2 separate regions of the Mus musculus genome follow, and region 2 is linked to region 1. The links are chromatin contacts, called in public promoter capture Hi-C maps. All regions are on one chromosome and are shown on one strand. The core of a region is the stretch at or near the end of the contact, and the rest is flanking DNA. Distances in the headings are between cores, read along the strand shown.

What was found. Promoter capture Hi-C pulls out the DNA fragments that hold promoters and counts their contacts.
Region 2: a promoter capture Hi-C map of the HPC-7 cell line shows a contact between it and region 1. The contact joins the enhancer-like site here to the promoter of Oscar in region 1. A contact is called at or near these places in 17 of 39 promoter capture datasets (the 3T3-L1 cell line, the C10 cell line, the HPC-7 cell line and 11 more), 2 of 484 Hi-C or Micro-C datasets (the HPC-7 cell line and bone marrow-derived macrophages), 3 of 115 datasets of contacts at active chromatin or transcription factors (bone marrow-derived macrophages, large pre-B cells and pancreatic cancer cells) and 1 of 9 other capture datasets (liver).

Annotation. Positions count from the first base shown.
Region 1 is chr7:3,612,923-3,618,277 of GRCm38.p6, reverse strand. It overlaps Oscar (osteoclast associated receptor), which reads left to right and starts at 2,121. Exons shown (of 5, transcript NM_001290377.1): 1 at 2,121-2,237; 2 at 2,762-2,794. The coding sequence starts at 2,201. It overlaps Ndufa3 (NADH:ubiquinone oxidoreductase subunit A3), which reads right to left and starts at 905. Exons shown (of 4, transcript NM_025348.3): 1 at 871-905; 2 at 587-661. The coding sequence starts at 880.
Region 2 is chr7:4,088,081-4,093,435 of GRCm38.p6, reverse strand. The region is part of intron 6 of 9430041J12Rik (RIKEN cDNA 9430041J12 gene); the gene reads left to right. Among named protein-coding and RNA genes, the nearest start is that of Gm23741, 11 kb to the left of the region's middle. Within about 2 kb of position 2,040, at least 40 of the 459 cell types and tissues checked have an H3K27ac peak or open chromatin away from gene starts, as enhancers often do. A contact at or near this core is called in the HPC-7 cell line and hematopoietic stem and progenitor cells, where this site is marked.

The DNA.
Region 1 (5,355 bases), core at 872-3,371:
CAACTGGTAGCCAACACACACACACACACACACACACACACACACACACACCTTAAAAAATGTAATTTTAACTTTAAGAACGAACCAAGTATACATTAAATCACTATTTCAACATATAATCAATTAAAACCACATACATTAGAGCATTCTAGGTCTTTGAAAGTCAGGGTGGTAGATAGCTGGTGGTGGGTTTTAGAACTTCTCTGTCACACTCCAGGCCAGCAATACTGACAATTTTGGTACTGTGATGGCTGCCAAATCCAAGGCCTCACCCCAGACTTTCAGAATGAAAATTTAACAGGTCACCTCCATCTCCCGGGCTTCAATGCATCAGAACTGTGAGTAACCCTGTCCCACTGCAAGGTGGGAGGCTTGCTGAGAGATTTGCATAAGTCAGACTTCGCCGAGGAGTTCTGCCTACAGAGTCAAACTGAGTTGAATGTGCACCTCTTGTGTGTGGTGAGGGAAGAGCGACAGTAATGTCAGGATATGGCTGGCAAGGGGATGCGAGATGAAACTGTGCCGTGGAATGCTGATGACTTCCGGGTGGAGGATGCACTTTCGCGCCGGGGAAGGGGGCACTCACCGAGGCCCCAGACAGAGAAGGACACCACCAGCACCGGCTCCTTCGCCCAGGCATTCTTGAGGAAGGCAGAGATTCCTAGAGAGGTGAGAAGACAGTCACCCTTGGGGACTACTGCGGTGACCTCTAACACTCTCGTATCACCCCTGCTCTGCACCCTCGTGACTGCCGCGCCCCTATTCTGGGACGGATTACCGGTCCCCAAGGCTCCACTGAGACTCAGCCACGGATCAGCCCACAGTTTCCTGGAACTACTTGATCCCCGCGAGCTCCAAACCTGTACTTACTCCCGGCCATCTTGTTCTTGGCGGCGACAAGGAGCGGAGCTCTCTGGGAGTTGTGGTCCTTCTCCTTGCGTGAGGCCCCGCCCCTTGGGCGAGGACGTGGACCCTTTCGGGAGTTGTAGTTCTGGAGTGAGGCTTAAGAGGACTGAAAGATTTAAACCACCTTGAACACCTGCTGGCCTCACCATTTTCTTATAGTTTATAACTCAGCAAATGCATCGGAGAAGTAACATAACGTTCTCCTGTAATAAAGTCAGCTTTGGGCTGGAGAGATGGCTCAGAGCTCTGTCTGCTCTTCCAAAGGTTTAATTTCCAGTAACCACATGGTGACTGACAACCATCTGCAATGGGATCTGACGCCCTCTTCTGGTGTGTCTGAAGACTGCAACAGTGTACTCATAAATAAACCTTAAAAAAAAAAAAGTCAGCTTTACATTGAGATCACATCTAGACATAAGCTCATTCTGGAAATTCTAAATTAATCCCAAATATATTAAGGACTGCCTGTGCTTTGTGTTACTAGCATGCAGATCATGGCTTTTCCCTCCATCTGCCCCTTAGTGCTGAAAACTGAAACCAGGACAGGCTAGGCTACCCATCTCCGATTGAGCCACTCCTCCGTCCACTTGCTGATAGATTCTACTATCCCAGGTCCCTGCTGGTGGATTTTAGGCATATCTTTTATTGTTGAGCCACATTTTTCAGCCCTTTCATTACTTTTTATTTTGAGACAGGGCATTAAATGGCTCAAGTTGGCCCTGCAATCTTTGAACTTGACAGCCTCCTGCCTTGGTTTCTCAAGCTGGTGAGATTACAAGCCTGAGCCTCTAAGATAATGCACATCACTTAAAAAAATTAACATATCTGGACTGGACAGTGAGAGCAGTAATGGAGTCTGAGCCTTCTCTTGTTACCGGCATAGTACATATTGTACAGCAAGCTTCTTTTTCCCTTTCTACCTTTTTGTTTTGTTTTTTTTGTTGTTGTTGTTGTTTTTTTCCTCTTTTCCATTTTTCTTCCTCCCACCTGCCCCTTTCCTTTCTCTCCTCAGTGCTGAGGCTACTCTGGGCAAGTGGTCTTCTACTTAGCGACAACGTCCTCAGCCCTCCTCCCCAACTTTTAAGTTAAATTAAAGAACACCAGAGGCTATGACTGTTCCATCTTGCAACTTTTTCCAAGACAATGAAACTATGACACAGTTACCCAGGAGCCTCCACCTGACTCCTCTGTTCCCTAAACAGGACTCTCACATGGCTTTCTGGTGTTGCTTCATTTCCTCAGAGTGAAAAAGGCAGGGTCAACCTTTTCCTCAGCTCCACGGAGAGTGCCCACCATGGTCCTGTCGCTGATACTCCAGCTGTCGACTCTCTGTGAGCTGTCCCTCCCCTGTGTGTGGATCCTTGGCTGGGCTGAGGGCTATATCTGTTCATATGGAATTCAACATCCAATTTAGAAAAAGGAATCAGGACTGGTACCCAGATACCTGAGTCCTAAACGGGGGAAGACAGATTGCTGGGTCGGGGGTGAGCATAGGTTTCTCTGGATCTCCAGGCAGAGGAGAGTAAGGGATATCTAGGGGTCAAAGAATGTATTCAGTTCTCATGGTAAATGGGCAAGTCTACTGTGCTGGAGGGAGGGGGCATCTAAACCTTCAAACCCCAAGGCAGAGAAACCCCAAGGAGCAAAGTATTGTTCTTAGGAAAGGTGGGGAACAGAGGCCTGTCCTCTTGGGTCAGACAGCAGCTTCTTAAGTATGGGGAATGGAAGTACAGAGTTTTGCTTGATCCTAAAAAAGACGGTGGCAGGCTTCATGTAATCAGAGTCTAGGGCTCCTTAGAGGGGAGACGGTAGTCCACAAAGGGCTTTGTAAAAACCAACTCTTCACCTTCTGCAGGGCCTGCATGCCGTGCTGACTTCACACCAACAGGTGAGTGGGAGACTCCACCTGCTCTATGCTATGCTGCTCACACCTCGCCTCCAACAACTCATTTTATCTTTGTGCCTAGCTTCACCCCAGATTCCCTCATTCCCCTCTCTTCCTCTCTCCTTCCATCCCTTCCTCCACTACATACCTTGCCTCTTTTCTTCTCCCTTTTCTCCTGTCTCTTTCCCTTCCCCCTTTCATAGCCTTCCTTCCTTCTTCCTCCATCCCCTCCTCCTTGCCCCCTGCATGTTGCTCTCTTCTCCCTTCACTTTGTCCTTCATCTCTTTAGTAACCACTATAGGTGAATAGAGATGACCATGAATGTGGATGTTAAGGAGACCTAGACAATCTTGTTCATTATTGCATGTCCTTGAACAAACCAGGGGTCTTAGCCGGGCGTGGTGGCGCACACCTTTAATCCCAGCACTCGGGAGGCAGAGGCAGGCAGATCTCTGGGTTCGAGGACAGCCTGGTCTACAGAGTGAGTTCCAGGACAGCCAGGGCTACACAGAGAAACCCTGTGTGGAAAAAACAAAAACAAAAACAAAAAAGAAAGAAAGAAAAACAAACAAACAAAAAAAACAGGGGTCTTGAAGCCTCCATTTCCTTAGGTAAGTCGGCTGCAGTGAGGATTTAATGTAGTTATATAGGGAAACTATAGGGCCAGATCCTGGCATATTTCAAGGCTCCAGACATAGGAGTTCCTCAATGCCAAGTATACGAGCTTCTCTCACGGGAGCCTGCCTTCCACAGAAGGAGGTTCCCCCACCCGAGATGGCTTCTTCTCAGGGTTTTGATGGAGGAGATAATTCTTCTCTCTTCAATTTTTCCCACTATGCTTCAATTTGGCCTGAGAACCACTGGGAAGCCATTCATCCCTGAGTTATCAGTTGATTTAGTTTTATGTACATGAATGTTCTGCCTGCATGCATACACACCACATGCATGTCCAGGGCTCGCAGAGTTCAGCAGACAGCAGGAGGAGCCTCTGAAACTGGAGGTACAGTGCTTGTAAGCCACCATGAGCTGCTGAGAATCCTAGCCCCAGTTTTTGCAAGGGCAACAAGTACTTTTATCTGCTAAGCCATTTCTCCAGCATCCTAATGTTAAATCTATTTAAATGATAAATCAAATAGGTACTCGTGGTTATAAAGGCCCAGTTATTACCAAAAGATGCAACAGGCTTCTTCTTCCCCTTCCCATGTTCCCGAATCCTACTGAAAGGTTCCCAGCACTCATCCGTACCATGCATTTACATACTTCCTCCTTTTCTTACCAGATCAGAATTAGTATTTTATGAGTCATCCTGTTCTGTGTCTTAAGTGTTAAACTTATGTTCTGTCTTAGAGATATTTTCCAATTATTAGATAGTTATATTTCCTCTTTAATTTTTTTTTTGAGGCAGGGTTTCTCTGTGTAGCCCTGGCTGTCCTGGAACTCACTCTGTAGACCAGGCTGGCCTTGAACCCAGAGATCCGCCTGCCTCTGCCTCCCAAGTGCTGGGATTAAAGGCGTGTGCCCACCACCGCCCTGCCTCTTTAAATATATTTACAAATAAGAATTGCCTATGGTGATAGGCAGTGATAGTATATAACTTTAATTCCAGCACTAGGAAGACAGAGGCAAGAAAATTTCTTTGAGTTCAAGACCAGCCTGAACTCATAATGAGACCTTGCCTCAAAAACAAACAGCTGGGCAGTGGTTTAATCCCAGCACTTGGGAGGCAGAGGCAGGCAGATTTTTGAGTTTGAAGCCAGCCTGGTCTACAGAGTAAGTTCCATGACAGCCAGGGCTACACAGAGAAACCTTTCTCAAACAACAACAACAACACCCAAAAAACAAACAAACACAACCCAAAACAACAGCCAGCCAGTGGCAGTGCATGCCTTTAATTCAAGTACTAGTGAGGCAGAGATAAATGAATGGATTACTGAGTCCAAGGTCAGCCTGGTCCACAGAGCAAGTTCCAAGACAGTCAGGGCTACATAGAGAATTCCTGTTTCAAACAAACAAACAAACAAGAATGTGCCTATTGTGAAGCAGTGGAAGTATTGGGTCATTGACTATGTTATGGGCTTATTTGTTTGTTTGTTTGCTTTGTTTTTTTTCGAGACAGGGTTTCTCTGTATAGTCATGGCTGTCTTGGAGCTCACTCTGTAGACCAGGCTGGCCTCCAACTCAGAAATCTGCCTGCCTCTGCCTCCCGAATGCTGCGATTAAAGGTGTGCGCCCACCACTACCCAGCTTATGTTACAGTTTTGTTGTTTGGCTCTGTTCTAGGCATGGATTGAAACAATGGTTGTATATATAGTGGGCTAGTGCTCTCACTGAGCTGCACTTCCAGTCCCTCACTGAGTCATTTTAGGCAAGGGCTCTACCACTGAGCTCACCCCCACCCCCTCACTGGCAGATTCTAGGCAGGTACAAAACCACTGAGGCACACCCCAGTCCATCACTGGGGCATTCTAGGCAAATGCTCTCCCACTGAGCCACGCCCCAGCCCTCTCTGGGGGATGATTACAGGCACATCACTACACCTGGTATTCTATCCCATTGCCTTGTGT
Region 2 (5,355 bases), core at 791-3,290, 480 kb before region 1:
CTTCTGCATCGACCTACCAAATGCTAAGATTCCATAAAAAAAAATGGACTACCACATCAGCCTTTAGAAAATTCTTGTTTCTTCAGATAATTTAATTACATTTATTTTGTGTGTGTGTGTGTGCAAGAGGAGAAGGCATACATGTCTCAGAGCATAAATGTAAAGGTCAAAGGTCAAATTCTCTACTTCTACCATATAGGTCCCAGGGAATGAACTCAGGTTGTCAGGCTTGGAGGCAAGCATCATACTCAATGAGCCATCTTGCCAACCTGAAACTGGCCTTGCTATACTGCCTAACTTATTTGCAATTACTATGTGTATATGTGTATCTGAATATATATATATGTGTACCATGTGTGTGCAGGAGTCTGTAGAGACCAGAAAAAGGGTGTTAGATCTCCTGGAACTGGAGTTACAGATGTTGTGTATAATGAGTACACACTCTGGGTCCTCTTCAAGAGTAGTAAGTGCTCTTGACTGCTGAGCCATCTTTCTGGCTCCCAGTTATCTAATTTAAAGAACACAAGCCAACTGCTCTTACTACGTTCACAGAATTGGGCAGCTTTTGCCACAATCAACATCTGGATATTTTAATCATCCAAGAAGGAAAACTTAAAACTGTTAGCACTAATTTCTTATTTCTCTCTTCCCTTAACCTTCTTCACCCATCCTGGCCCATGGCAACTCTTATAAAGGAAAACATTTAATTGGGGCTGGCTTACAGGTTCAGAGGATTAGTCCATTATCTTCATGGTGGGAAACATGGCAGAGTGCAGGCAGGCATAGTGCTGGAGAAAGAGCTGAGAGGTACTCTCAAGAGTACCTCTTGAGCTGAAGACAGAAGAAGAGATTGTGTGCCACACTGGGCACAAGATATAAAAGGCCACCCCCACAGGGACACTCTTCCTCCAACCAGATCATGCCTACTCCAACAAAGCCACAACTCCTAATAGTGCCTCTCTCTAAGCTTGGCCAAGAATTCAAACACGTGAGCTTAAGGGGGCCATACCTATTCCAACCACCACACAGACCTACTCTGGAAACGTAGCTGAGAACATCCTGATCCATGGGCAGCAGACAAAGAGAGAATCGCTGGGCAGGTGTGGGCCTTTGAAGCTCCAAAGCCCCTCCCACATCACACCTCAGTAACAAGACAACACATCCTAGTCCTTTCCAAACAGTTCTAACTGGGCACCAAGCAGTCAAACCTATAAGCCTGTGGGGGCTATTCTCACTTCTCACTAGAATTACCACAGTGGGAAAGTATGTTTGGCATTTAGATCCACATGGCTAGTAGAGAACTCTCACCAGTTGTATTTTTACCTCCACAAGTGTGGCATACACACACACACACACACACACACACACACAAACACACAAACTAAATACACCTAAATCTTAAAAAATAGAGCCAGGTAAAATAGTGGCTGGACAGAGGCTGGAAGATCTCTGTGTATGAGGACAGTCTGTTCTACATAGTGAATTTTTAGACCATCAGAGCTATATAATGAGACCTTACATAAAAATATTAAAATGAAAAAAGAAAGAAAGAAAGAAAAATGCTTTTTCTTTGCACCAGGAGCTGAATTAGGAAGCTTTATTTTTGCATCCATCATTTCTGAGCACAGGGCACAGCTGATTGAGGAGCAAGGGAAAAAAGAAATGTCAGGAATTAAGCCGGATATGAAGAATTTAGCCCTCCCTAGGATACTGGATGGGGGTTAAATGTTCTTAGATAAAGTTCACTGAAGATGACTAATTACTTCCATATCAGATCTTTCAGCCGGCCTACCACAATGTTTCCCCCCAGGTACCAGCAATTTAGTTGCTTGACTGAAAGCTGTCTAGACGTTTCCCCTTTGCCTAAATTCTATCAGGAGGTTCCTGGGAGCAGAACGGGCGACTACCCCAGGGAGGACAGTGACAAATCTGGATCCGAATCATGAGCTTAGTTACCAAGTTAAGCATCTAGCAGGTCTGTGGGTGACACCGCTGCTGTGTCTGAAGGCTCACTGGAGTAGATAGCCACTCCCTGGGGGCATCATGTGAGCTGCTAATCAAGCATCTGCTTCCTCAGCCATTATTCTAACTGTGGTGAGTGCTTTAAATACCCTGCGGCTGCTAAGAGAGCCAGGGATCGATCGAGCCACTGACACCTGGGACAGACGTCAAATCTGACAGGCTCCCCAAGGTACTTTGTTTCTACTGTTGGGACCACAATTATCATTGTGACTGCCATGCCAACAGCATCTCTGATTTGAGTAACTTTCCTTAAGCCTTGACAGCTTTAGAGAGCCCTTAGATGATCTTGCCAGTAACTGCTCCAGATAACTTTATCAGTGACCACTCCTGTCCGTCCCTTCACAGCTGTGTTACTCTGGTTGGGAAGGAACAGTACCAACCGGTGACAGCTAGTGTGTAGTCTCGACTGGCTATAAGCAGGGTTTCTCTCACTATTCACAGAGAAGGCTGGGAGACTTCCCTGGCTGTGGTTTGAATGAAAAAAACAAAACAAAACAAAAACAAACGCTCCCTGCCACATAGCCTCATGTAGTTGAACATTTGAACATTTACCCCCAATTGGTGGTACTCTTTGAAAAGGTTATGGAACCTTCAGGAAGTAGAACATTGCTGGAGGAAGTATATCACCATGGATGGGCTTTGAGGGTTTATAGCCTCATCCCACTTCCTGATCTCTCTCTGTCTCTGTCTCTCTAGCTCTCTGTCTCTGTCTGTCTCTGTTTCTCTGTCTGTCTCCCTCTGTCACTCTCTCACTTTCTCTCTGTCTCTGTCTCTTCCTCTCTCTCAGTGACTGCCTGTTTCTGTCTCAGTCTGTATGTCTGTCTGCCTCCTGTGTGCAGATGAAAATGTGACTAGCTCACTTTCTACTCTTGCTACCCTATCTAGCCTTACATGTTTCCATTGTTTTCCTGATATGAGGGACTTGATTCCTCAGGAATCCTAAGTCAAAATAAACCCCTTTCTTCCTTAATTTGCTTTTGTCAGGGCATTTTATAACAACAACTAACTAACTAGCACACCCCTTTTCTGCATTCCGTCATTCATGTTCATATAGTGTGGGCCACAGTAAAACCTGTTAATGATTGCATTGCTTAGTTATTGTCTCTATAGTTCGTAAAGTGAGTTGGGTTAGTAACACAAAGAGCACAAGACATCTATGGATGCCAGACCCTGGCACACTCAGCAGGCTTGCAGAAGTCAGAGAAGCACTCAGCAGGCTTGCAGAAGTCAGAGAAGGCATAGCTATAAGCCCCTACTACTGAGCATTCAGAGAGCCTCAGAGAGTTCCTTTCTCCAGCCGCCGAGTGCTGCTGAGAGGTGTCCTGATTAAGGACATCAGAGGGACCCGATGCTAAAAGAGCTGCTTCATGACTTCCATCTCAGTTGAACAAAATGACCCTTAGCCAAGTGAAATAATGAGAGTTCACTGGGAAGGCCAGATGCACCCTCCTCTACTGTCACCCATCTTGGTGTCCTCATTTCTGTTTTAAAAACCCACTGAGTCCCATTGGTGCCATCCCTATACTCTTGGCTATGTGGCTATCTACTGATGTGAAGTCAGCCTACAGGGGACCACACCCTTGAAGAACATTGACTCTCCTTCTCTCAGCAGCTATCAATTGTCAATAGATCCTTGGCTGGGGCTGGGATTTTTGTGCTCACCTTCCTGCCCCATGCTGGGATCTTATCCGACTTGAGTTTGTACCGGTCTTGTGCATGCTGTAACAAGCACTGAGTTCATACGTGCATCTGTCCTGTTGATTTGGAAAACACTGTTTCCTTGTGGTCATCCACCTCATCTGGCTCTTAAAATCTTTCTGCCCCATCTTAGGGCTGAGCACGCCATAGTCTCTTCTTCTCTGAACTTTGACAAGTTGTGGGTCTCCATGACCCCATCTTCTAGAGAAAGAAGCTTCTCTGAGGGTTGAGAGATGCACTAATCTATGGATATAATGATAAGTCATAATATAATATAATATAATATAATATAATATAATATAATATATCTGTTTAATACTATATCCATTTAGCAGACTAATAGTAGTAGGTTCTCCACTATGGCCTATGACCTTTCTAATTATAGGTTCTTGATGAGAGTTTTTTGAAACAGCCATGCTGTTTTTCAGTGGGCAAATGGCTAAACTGTGGCACATAATAGAATACTATCTGGCAATAAAAATGAAAGAGCTCCATTTTTTTTTAAAGCTAAATTGTCATGGCACCAAGCTATCTCCTAGCACCAAAACTCCTGCTCTAAGCCTGAGTCAGAGAAGCTTTTCTTTGCAGTGAATGGCAGTGAATGCAGAGACTCATGGCTGTTCGACGTGACTGTTGAGTGTGCAGCCCTAAAATAGGATATTCACATTGTTCCCCTTGTAGCCTGGGGAACATTGAAGAAAAGGGGGTAGGAAGAATGTAAGAGCTAGAAGATAGGGAGAAGATAGCTGTGAAATGCTTTCTCCCTAGCAGGACCCAGCCGTTGTAATCATGATCTCCCAACAGTTGTGGTCACCTGCACTGGGCCTTGCACAAGATTGGGCCAGTTATCAGTCAGTTATGGATAGAGCAGTTGCTTGTGATGTTCCACCTTTCTGTGCTGAACTACTGGATACTGACAGATTGGCGGGTTAGGTGTATCATTGCCTTTAGTTTTGCACCCACTGGTGAGTCTGTCAGGCTCCAATGAATAGTTTTAAACTCATGGTCCCACAGATGGCCCTAATTAAACTTAGTGGGCCACAAAACAAAGCAAAAGAACATGAATATGAGGAAAAGACTTGTGCTGAATGGGGAAGGGAAATAAAAGGTGTGGCTCAGTGGTAGAGCCCCTGCCTAGAATCCATCAGTGAGAATATAGGGGCATGGCTCAGTGGTAGAGTCCTTGATATCATATGTAAAGAGCTAGGTTTAATTCTAAGAACCAAATAAAAAGGGCGGGGGGAGTCATTCAACTTTTGGGGACTTCTGAGGGTGGCGGAGCTCTCCTCGGCCTCTTGAGGCTTGATGTTTCAGGAACATCCCTCTGCCTCTGAGTTGTGATCATGTCTCTAGTTATTGCCTACTGCCTGGGTTTGGAACCATGCTATTATTGCTTTGGACTCCACGACTGCATGGTAATCACCCAGCAGATCTAGTGTCTATAATTACTCCGCTGGCTGTGGGAGTTCCTGGTACAATGAGCCAGCTGGGCTGCAATTCCTCATCTGATCCCAGTGACTGTACATAGTTACAATCTGGTGTCTAAAACCCTGTCATCATTACCCGCCCTGTATAGCAATTTATTTTACTTATTAATAATGGCATTGAAGCTCCTATGTTTATGTTCCTCTTTTG